3 separate regions of the Mus musculus genome follow, and regions 2 and 3 are each linked to region 1. A link is a contact called in public promoter capture Hi-C data. All regions are on one chromosome and are shown on one strand. Each heading gives the region's core, a stretch centred on a gene start, on an enhancer-like site or on the middle of the called end of the contact. The rest is flanking DNA. Distances are from core to core; before and after follow the strand shown.

The links. Promoter capture Hi-C pulls out the DNA fragments that hold promoters and counts their contacts. Capture Hi-C pulls out chosen DNA fragments and counts their contacts.
Region 2: a contact with region 1 is called in a promoter capture Hi-C map of adipose tissue. The contact joins the promoter of Svop here to the promoter of Mmab in region 1. A contact is called at or near these places in 2 of 39 promoter capture datasets (hippocampal neurons and pre-B cells) and 1 of 9 other capture datasets (adipose tissue).
Region 3: a contact with region 1 is called in a promoter capture Hi-C map of pre-B cells, with 3 times the contacts expected there. The contact joins the promoter of Oasl1 here to the promoter of Mmab in region 1. A contact is called at or near these places in 6 of 39 promoter capture datasets (the HPC-7 cell line, hippocampal neurons, liver and 2 more) and 1 of 9 other capture datasets (embryonic stem cells).

The regions. Positions count from the first base shown.
Region 1 is chr5:114,442,143-114,445,522 of GRCm38.p6, forward strand. It overlaps Mmab (methylmalonic aciduria (cobalamin deficiency) cblB type homolog (human)), which reads right to left and starts at 1,885. Exons shown (of 9, transcript NM_029956.4): 1 at 1,734-1,885; 2 at 619-680. The coding sequence starts at 1,849. Mvk (mevalonate kinase) reads left to right here and starts at 2,127. Exons shown (of 11, transcript NM_023556.3): 1 at 2,127-2,221; 2 at 3,246-3,337. The coding sequence starts at 3,260.
Region 2 is chr5:114,090,120-114,093,245 of GRCm38.p6, forward strand. It overlaps Svop (SV2 related protein), which reads right to left and starts at 1,261. Exons shown (of 16, transcript NM_026805.1): 1 at 1,033-1,261. The coding sequence starts at 1,067.
Region 3 is chr5:114,921,569-114,924,801 of GRCm38.p6, forward strand. It overlaps Oasl1 (2'-5' oligoadenylate synthetase-like 1), which reads left to right and starts at 1,672. Exons shown (of 6, transcript NM_001359945.1): 1 at 1,672-2,041. The coding sequence starts at 1,844. It overlaps Gm13822 (predicted gene 13822), which reads right to left and starts at 693. Exons shown (of 2, transcript NR_166682.1): 1 at 483-693.

The DNA of each region.
Region 1 (3,380 bases), core at 635-3,134:
AAAAAAAAAAAAGACAGGGTTTTACTATGTAGAGCAGGCTGCCTTGGAGTTTGGTACATCAACCTAGCTGGTCTTGAACTTGTGACTCTCCAACCTCAGCTCCTAAGTACTGGGATTGCAGGTGTGCACTATACTTGGCTTCCTTACAACTTGGCTTTTTTTTTTTTTTTTAAGATTTATTTATTTATTTATTTATTTATTTATTATATGTGAGTACACTGTAGCTGTCCTCAGACACCCCAGAAGAGGGCGTCAGATTTCATTACGGATGGTTGTGAGCCACCATGTGGTTCTGACCTTCAGAAGAGCAGTCAGCGCTCTTAACCACTGAGCCATCTCACCAGCCCCGCTTTTTGCTTTTAGATTTATTTATTTTATGTATATGAGTACACTGGTGCTCTCTTCAGACACACCAGAAGAGGGCATCAGAGTCCATTACAGATGGTTGTGAGCCACCACGTGATTGCTGGAAATTGAACTCAGGACCTCTAGAAGAGCAGTCTGAGCCATTGTAGCAGCGCTACAACTTGTTTTGAACACTTGAACAGTGCACCTTTCTTGTGGCTTCACACTTATGATGTATATTCAGACCCGTCACATGGCTACAGCGTGGCCTACCTTTGTCTCCCGTCTTGGTGTAAATCTTGGGGATCTTGGCTGCCGTCGAGGACGGCTGCAGCCTGATGAGAAACAGACACAAAGGCGTGGTAAGTGGGAACGGCTGCGCCTCGGGGAGTGACGCCCAGCTTTCAGTCTGCAACCTCAGGGGCAGCACTTCTCTGCCTCTGGGATGGCAATCTCCCGTCAGCCATTTCCCCGCTGCCCCTTCCTGACAGCTTCCTGTCCCTGTCTCTACCTGTACAGCAGCTGCTGTAGCATACTGCTCAATAAAGATTCTTGGCAAATACTGGCAGGAAGGACTAACTGGTCACTCCATGTAGCCCTAGCTCCACAGTGGGCTAAAGCCGCTAGCTCCTGGAACTGCCCTTCAGCTTCTCCCACACTCCCAAAGTTAGCCATACGCTTCTCCGTTGAGGAAACTGGAGCCCACAAAGATTCAACTTCCTAGATCTCCAGGAAGAGACTGGGCTGGGATTCATGCCCAAAACCCTTCTACTGTAAGCCTGACCTGGTCCATTACCCTCCCCAAACTCTTGTCTCTTCTAACCCCAACACAGAAGTTAGCACTTCTGGGGGAAAGAAAACTAGGCCACTTGCACTTTTCTAAGATTTTTCAGTGTCAAGGAAAAAAAAAAATACACTGTCAAAATGGAATTTCAAAAATGCTATTTTAACTTAATTTTTTTTTTTTTGAGGACTGCGAATGAACCCCGACTCTGCCATTTTCAACTAGCAGTGCATAACTTAAAATTAAAATGTGAATTCACAAAATTATTTCAAAGTCAGAGGACTGGACAGGGAACGCTGATCATGAGGTCATGGTAGTCTGCAAGTCCCTATGCAAGTTTCTAAGTGTTACCATGTCTTCCTGGTGTCTTAATCCTAATCCAAACAAACTGCTTGGGGAGGCCGGACAAAACCCACAAGAGCATGCCCCTGCCCTGACTGACCACAGCTAGACTCCGTTAGAACTTGGGGAGGAAATCCTGGCCTCTGACGCCATGACGAGCCCAGTGACGTCAGGCCACATAGAGCACGTCATCGGTGTGATGTACCCACGGAAACAACCGTTCCTCCTCCGTGTTGAGTTACTCTCCAGGCCTGAAACTCACCTGTCCCCGTCTTCCCCGCCCTGAGGGCCACGGCTCTGGAAACGGGGACACAGCAGTCTGCAGGCGCTGAGACGCCCGCGCAGGCCGAGGCGACCCCCAAAGAGCCACACAGCCATGCGCACGGTAACGCATCCAAGACTGACCCGGCTAGGCACCCGTCCAGGCCCGGGGATGACTCCGCCCCGCAGCCGGCCGCGCCACCTCTCAATCGCTGTTTCCTATTGGCCTGGGGCACTCGCACCAGGGCGGGGCACTCCCCAGCTCTTGATTCCCATTGGATTACTTGTAGAAAGAGGCGAGGCAATTTCGGCTTGCTTGAAGTTCCCATTGGTTAATGTTTGACCCAATCTGTAAAGGAGCCCTTAGCTCCAGCTCTCTGATTGGCCTCAGGAAGACACACCCGCCTCCTTGGAACTCTCCCATCTGATATGGAGAAGACCGGGAGCTGCGGCCCGGGTTTCAGCTCACTTGGGCGCTGGCCGGGGCAGGTGAGAAGCCTGGGCTGCGGGATGGGCGGCGTGAGGACCGGGTCCCGGACACCCCGGGCCGGGCGCCGCGGTTCTCTGCCTTCGTGTCCTCGATCTGAGCGCTCGGCGACCTCAGATCGGACAGTTTCCCCTAGACTAGGGTCCCGTAGACTGGGCTACTTAGTGTGCAGTGGGGTGGCCAGTGAAGCCTTGAACCCGGGTGATTTTTGCATTATTTATAACAACGTAAAAATGCATGCACCCATAAATCCAGCAAAACCACTCTGTGACATGACTCTTGCCTTGCAGAAGTTCTTGTTTGAACGTGCAACACAGGGCGTTAACAGGTGAGTCCCGGCAGCCGCGTTTGTGATTGTGACAGGTTGGTTGTGGTCTTGAGGTCCGGGAAGGATTCTTTCTCCTGCAAGATTTTATCTAAACCTCGCGTTCCCACACGCATCAAACACATGGCCGTCCTCAGAGTAGGCAAGCAGTCCATGCCTGAGCTCATGTCAGTTTCTACTGGCAACAGCAGTGGTAATAAACTCTGGAGCTGAGAACCTGTCAGTGCCGAGTAGCTCAGTATAGTCAAGAGGCCACTTTGCCAGACAGACAGGCCTTGCTGCTGGTAGTCCTTTGAGTCAGCCTCCAGTATTGCCTCTATTATCTGATATATGGGAAACAGATTCATGGCATAAGACATTCTGGGGACGGAAGAGCTGTGGTCTGAACCCAGATTTTTTTTTTCCCATTGTCCACCTGACTGGCTCACTGCACTGTCATCCTGGAACATAGCTCTGGATGGTAGTTCTGGATGGAGTTTCTCTACATGCTCCTGGCTGTCCTGGAATTCACTCTGTAGACCAGGCTTGCCTCGTACACCCAGAGATCCACCTGCCTCTGCCTCCACAGTGCTGGGATGAAAGATGTTCACCTCCAAGCCCAGCCTTCCTGGTGTTTGTAACTAACATCTAGGGAACTTTGTTTCTCTCTCTCTCTCTCTCTCTCTCTCTCTCTCTCTCTCTCTCTCTCTCTTTCCTTGCAGAAGTCTCAGAAGCCATGTTGTCAGAAGCCCTGCTGGTGTCCGCCCCGGGGAAGGTCATCCTCCATGGAGAACACGCTGTGGTCCATGGCAAGGTAAAAAGTCCCCAGGGAGCTGGGCAGTGGTGGCGCATGCCTT
Region 2 (3,126 bases), core at 11-2,510, 350 kb before region 1:
AGAAGCGTAAAAGTACAATTTTAATTCCTGAAAGCTGTGTAATGAAAAATAATTTGACCGAATTGAGAAGTAAATATGGCAACCCCCACAAACACTCAAGAGTCTCAGAGAGCCAGACCAGTCACACTAAAAGTCACTTGAGAGGGTTCCTCCGTGGCTTGAGGTTTGGGGGGGCACACCATTTTTAAAGTTACACATGCTAACAATACCCAGTCCTTCTCAACAGACCCAAGCAGAATTGACTTCCACCTGCCAGTTAAAAATTAAAACGGGAATCCTGGAATTTGCTTTAACAAAACACCATTGCTGTGGCAGGAAAGCTATCTGTAAATACCTCTGAAGGCCTCTCTGTCTTTTCCACTGCCTCTCTGTGGTTCCCACAAGATTCTCAGTGAAGTAGGTATCCCCAGAAATTTTCCAACCTCAAAGGAATGCATTCCTGGTGTGTCCAAGCCAAAGCATACTCCAGCTAGCTACCCCCCCCCCAACCTTTCATTCAGAAGACAAGAGTCTCAAGCCAGGACTCACAAGCCGTCTCATTCACGTGCTACACAAACAGCCTCTCCTCTAGGAAAGCATACGTGCTGTTTAGAAAGCAGTTTGCAACCTCACACCGTTCCTTTCCGAAAGACCTTGTAGGGGGGAAAAATCAGGAATTGCATAGTATAGGAGAAAGGCTGGAAAGGGACAGATGTCAGCCCTTGTCAATTCAGCCCACATTTCCAAACAGCATCCAATGCATTCTCACAGCCTAGACCTCAAACCCCCTTCGGGGTTGAGAGCGATTTCCAAGGGAAAACACAGAAACTAAGGATTCCCACAAGGTCCTGACAGATCTTGGGGGGGGGGGGGTAGGGAAATGAATGAGAAACAGAAGCTGGGCTGAGAAAATGGCTTGTCTCCTCCAGGCCCAATTCTTCCGTCTGTAACAGCATTTTCCAATCCAAGAGGCCGTGCGGGGATGCACCCCTGCAGGCTTTGCTCTTCTAAAGGGCGCCCTGCCAGCCTCCCTTCGCCCCCCGCGGTACTCACGGCAACTGCCTGAGCTGGAACAGATCCTCCTCCATGTCCGCGGTGCGCCAGGGCGAGCCTGGGCATGACCCTTACATGGTGGAGCAAGGGCCGGTGCTCCGGCTTTCAGCACCGGGATGCTGGACAGCTCTACCGCTTCCTCGCTGGGCAGCTAGCTGCTGGGGGAGGGAGCCCTGCCCGGGAGACAAAGCCAGCCGCTGCCACCGCCGGGAGACCGACAGGAGTGGGCGGAGGACGAGGGGAGGGCTGCGCGGTGGAGGGGGCGGGGCGAGCCCTGCTGCTCCCAGGAGCCCACGGTCCTCTGATTGGGGTGTCTGCGGGACACCCCGACCGTCCAGAAGAAGCCTCCCTCCCTGAGTATTTGTACGAATTGATTAATGTCCGTTTGATGTCCCGGAAGCTTAAGCTCTAGAACGGAGTATAGATTTCTGGAAATGTACTCCACGTATTACACTGCACCTATTAGGTGCCACCAGGCACTGTAGCACGCTGATGGCAGAACAGTTTGAAAAGATTGTTATCACAGAGCTGAGGGCCCAGAAAAGGATCCTGTTGGGTACTGAAGGCTAGAAGGCGGAAGGGTAACTCAGTTACTCAGCCAGCGTTGTGATCTTTGCGGCCTGTGATTCAGAAGTAAACAGCAGAGTCCCTGCCTTGATGCCCTTCCCTTTGAATGAAGATTCTCCACCCTCCCTTGAGCTCCTTGAATTTTCTCAAATGCATCTCAAGTGCCCAGAGGCATGTGCCTGACACATAAGAGCATGCTGGGTGAACATCCATCATGCCTGGGTGTGGTGGCACAGGAAGGGCGAAGCAGGAGGATCGTGAGTTCAAAGGCTGCCTGGGTTACCAGAAAGCTTGGGGACAGATGGGGCACATATCAAACCACATCTCAAAAGTTAAACAAGCCAGGCATGGTGGTACACAACTTGGATCCCCAGCAGTTGGAGACAGAGGCAGGTGAATCTCTGTGGGATCCGGGCCAGATAGGGCTACGAGGTGAGATGCTGTTGGGAGAGAGAGAGAGAGAGAGAGAGAGAGAGAGAGAGAGAGAGAGAGAGAGAGTTGTGCATAATCAGTTGACTCCATCCAAGACCATGAAGCCCCCTGGGTGTGGGTCTGCTGTCTGTACATTTAAATAGCTCCTCAGAAGCCTAGAGAACTCCAGGCTCTGGTGTGAATAAGTGGAGAAAGGAGAAAAATATTCACCTTCCAAGATGGTGACTTCCATGCTTCCCATGGACAAGAGCCATGACTGGATGGAGGATCACAGGGACAGAAGGAAGAGAGGAACGTTCTTTCCTAATGTTTTATAAGTTCTGTGTATGTGTGTGTACGTATATATGTTCATGCCTGTTGGGGGAGTAGGGTACCTCTAGAAGCCAGGAGAGGGTATTTGATTCCCTAGTCTTTGAGTTTCAGGCCCCTGATACAGGCCGTCTGGAAGAGCAGCAAGTGTTCTTAGCTGCTGAGCCATCTCTCCAGCCCCCACCACCTTTATATTTATAGTATGTGTATGGCTGTTTGACTGCACTTATAGTATGTGTGCCTCATGCACATGCATATACTTACAGAGACCAGAAGAGGGCGTTAGATCCCCTAGAGCTGAAGATACAGCTGGTGATGAGCAACCATGTGGATGCTGGGAGCCAAATTCAGGTCCTCTGGAAAAGCAGCCAGTACTCTCAACCATCTCTCCAGTCCCCTGTAAAAGAAGCTATTATTTGCCAGAAATGATTGTTGTCTCTGACGTTTACTGCCCCTGTCTGCTAACCTAGGCCTGGTCCTGGAAGCTTCTAGTCTCTGTTCAATCTAATCTAGACCTAGAAATGTTTTCAGCATCTGAGACTTGCTGCTGAATAAGCTCACCCTTTCTAGCTCTTTCTGAACTCTGGCTGGGTGGTCCACTCAGCAGTTCTGGCTCAAACTCCGCTCCAAGCTGATTGATTCGATCTGGTTTCTTATGGTTTCTCCTGAAACACTCAGCTTGGCTTCATACTAACTTTGGAAGAGATTTTTTTTTCTAATCTTCTGGCTCCTTCTCATTCTCTGGCTCATTCTGTCTCCACCTGTGTCTAGCTTGTCTTCTCTGCA
Region 3 (3,233 bases), core at 422-2,921, 480 kb after region 1:
TTTTTTTTTAATTGCTATTTTCAGACATACACTAGAAGACTGCATCGGATCCCATTACAGATGATTGTGAGCCACCATGTGGTAGCTGGGAATTGAACTCAGGACCTCCTCCGACAGAGCAGTCAGTGCTCTTAACCGCTGAGCCATCTCTCCAGCCCCTCTTCTCTCTTTCTATAGACAGGTCTCATTACGCAGCCTCAGCTGACCTGGAATTCACCGTATCAACCAGTCTGGTTTCACACTTACAGAGATCCACCTGCCTCTGCCTCCCTAGGGCTGGGATTAAAGGCCTGTGCCACCACAGCCCGCTCACTGCTGCATCCTGCATGGACCGCCACACGGTGTCAGACCCATCTCCCTGCCTGTAGCATTGCTGCCGTCTATCTTTAGTACAGAAGGTGGCAGAGCGATCATGCTAGGTTCTAAGTTCTCTGCACGCCACGCTTCTGATTCACCCTGGGAAGGAGGCTGAACGGGCTCACCTGACATGTGACTTAGTGAGCCACTTCCTCTTTGTCAAACAGCATTATCACTTGGCTTCCAGAACGTTCTCCTTTCCTTCACCCTCCTGCTCTTCCTCGTTCTGCTTTGCTGAACTCTTTCAGCAACCCCAGCTCTGAATCTTTAACTACCTCAGAGCCCGGCTCCACCCACTTCTCTACACAGCCCCTGCTAGGTCTCATGTCTGTAACGATCTCTGTTAGAGGCACCTTCATTTGGGTTGTTTTGGCTTTGAAAACGTTTTATTGAGACTGTGTGTGTGGTGTTTGCGTGCTTAAATGCAAACACATTCAAGATGTTTTGTTTCCTGTTTCTATGAGATAAGAGTTTCTCTGTGTAGTCCTGGCTGTCCTGGAACTCACTCTGTAGACCAGGCTGGCCACAATCCAGGTCCTACAGTGTGTATTTCTCATATTTCACGTTTTTCACTGTTTCTCGCCATATTCCAGGTCCTACCGTGTGTTTCTCTTTTTGCACGTTTTTCAGTGTTTCTCGCCATATTTCATGTCCTACCATATGAGTTTCTCTTTTCCTCGTTTCACACCATATTGCCACGCCTAATGACCCAAGTATGGGTCCTAAAATCCACGTGCGGTGGAAGCAGACAACAGGCCCCTGCAGGTTTTACTCTGACCCCCACATTTGTGCCATGACATGCGTCCCCCTCCTAAAAAAAAACCCAAAATACATAAATATAATTTTCTCATATAAATATATGTAAATATAAAGTAAATAAAATATAAATAAAAATTTAAATCTTTTAAATGAAATATACTAACTTTTATATAAATATAATAATAATTCTTTGAAATAAAATAAAGAAAAAGCATCTGACAACCTCAAAGTGTCCTTCTGATTCCAGATTCCTCATTCCTTACCACAGCCATGACTAGGCTCTTTCTCTTTCCAAACCTCAGTTTCCCTATGACGGGTCGGGGCAGTTGGCCTAAGTCATCCAGACAAGGTGTCTCTGGAAGGTCAGACTCAAGCCAATTTCAGTTTACAAACGTCACAAAAGAGAAACTACAAATGTTGAGAATCGAAACTTAACAGCACAAAAGTTGGCCCCATGCCAACCCTGTTAAGGCGGTCCAGACCGGCCAACCCCAGCCTCTGGTCCCTCGGCACACCTACCATGACAATAAATCTCCAAGGAGGGGACCCCCCCATAGAGCCATGCTCCCAAGCTTCTCTCTTCACCCCCCTTTCCGCCATTGGGTGCCAGAGGTCAGCTGGAAAGGAGCCGCCTTAAAAAAGGAGGAGGTGAGTACCGGCAGCTGGATGGGTGCTTGGCTATATAGCCCTGCGCCTGCCTGAGGTAGCTGACGGTCAGTTTGTAGCCATGGCAGTCGCCCAGGAGCTGTACGGCTTCCCGGCCTCCAAGCTGGACTCCTTTGTGGCTCAGTGGCTGCAGCCAACCAGAGAGTGGAAAGAAGAGGTCCTGGAGACCGTGCAGACAGTGGAGCAGTTCCTGAGGCAGGAGAATTTCCGTGAAGATCGTGGCCCGGCTCGGGATGTGCGCGTGCTCAAGGTACTCAAGGTAAGACTGGACTTCACCATTCCCAGCCAGGACAGGGCAAACCCCAGTGCCAGGGAGTCCCCTCGCCTCGTGATCCCTAGTTCACGCTTCTGACATCTCGAGACAGCCCCGCGAGCCTTGAGCAGAATGAACTACTAAAGAAGATAATAAAAGACCACCTCTGGAGAAAATGGTAGGGAAAGCCTGCATATTCTATCATTAAAACTTATACTCTGAGAGATAGATACCATTCTTGTCCCATTTTACAGATGAGCCTAACAAAGGCTCCACAATGTCAGAGCTACAGTGACCACATGCAATGCAAGGCCTCTAGTTGGATCCTGACATGTAATTTGTAAATAACAATTTTTGAGAGCCTGACTTGGGGGCCCATTCTTGCAACCCCAGCATGTGGGAGGTAGAGAAGCAAGAGGATGGTTGGTTCACAGCCTAGGTTACATATCACAGAACAACACACACACACACACACACATACACACACACACACACACACACACACCACAGACAGACAGAGACACAGAGAGAGTGTGAGTTTGGGGATGAGTGGTAAATGTTTAATATGACCTGCATTTTGGTAAGAAAACTGCCGTTTGTCAAGTTAAATCGCACCTACTGGGGTGGGGAACTCTCTTTAGGGGGACACATGCTATGCTGTATTGGGGCAAAGCTCCTTGCTGTCCGCTACTCACTTTAAAGTGATTGAGATGACACAAATGCGGGATCTGTGGATGTGGCTCAAGGCTAGAGTGAAAGCCTAGCATGTACAAAAGAAAGACAGTCACCGATGTGGCAAGTTTAGATGTGCTGGCTGCCTGGATGGTATCTTCTTCCTAATTTTTTCCACGTTTTAATATTTTGATAACTGAAAGACTCTTAAAATGGAGGCTGAGAGTAGCCATTGGGCTTGTTCAGAGATGTAACTGCTGACGTCAGAGCTGGGATTTGAACCCGGCTACTCAAACGGTGACCCAAGTTTCTCACTAATATTTTTTTTTCCTCCTTAAATCCTTCTTCCAACTGCCACCCCTACCCCCTAGCTGAGCTAAGGATCACAGGTTCAACAGACCCTGGAAGGGGGTGGGGCAAGGGCTGAGTGTAGCTGCTCAAACTTATTATCCCAGCCCTGCAGAGGCAGAGACAAGAGAACCACTAGGCCTACCAACCAGTCTCCTTGGCCTATCAGTCTAGCCAA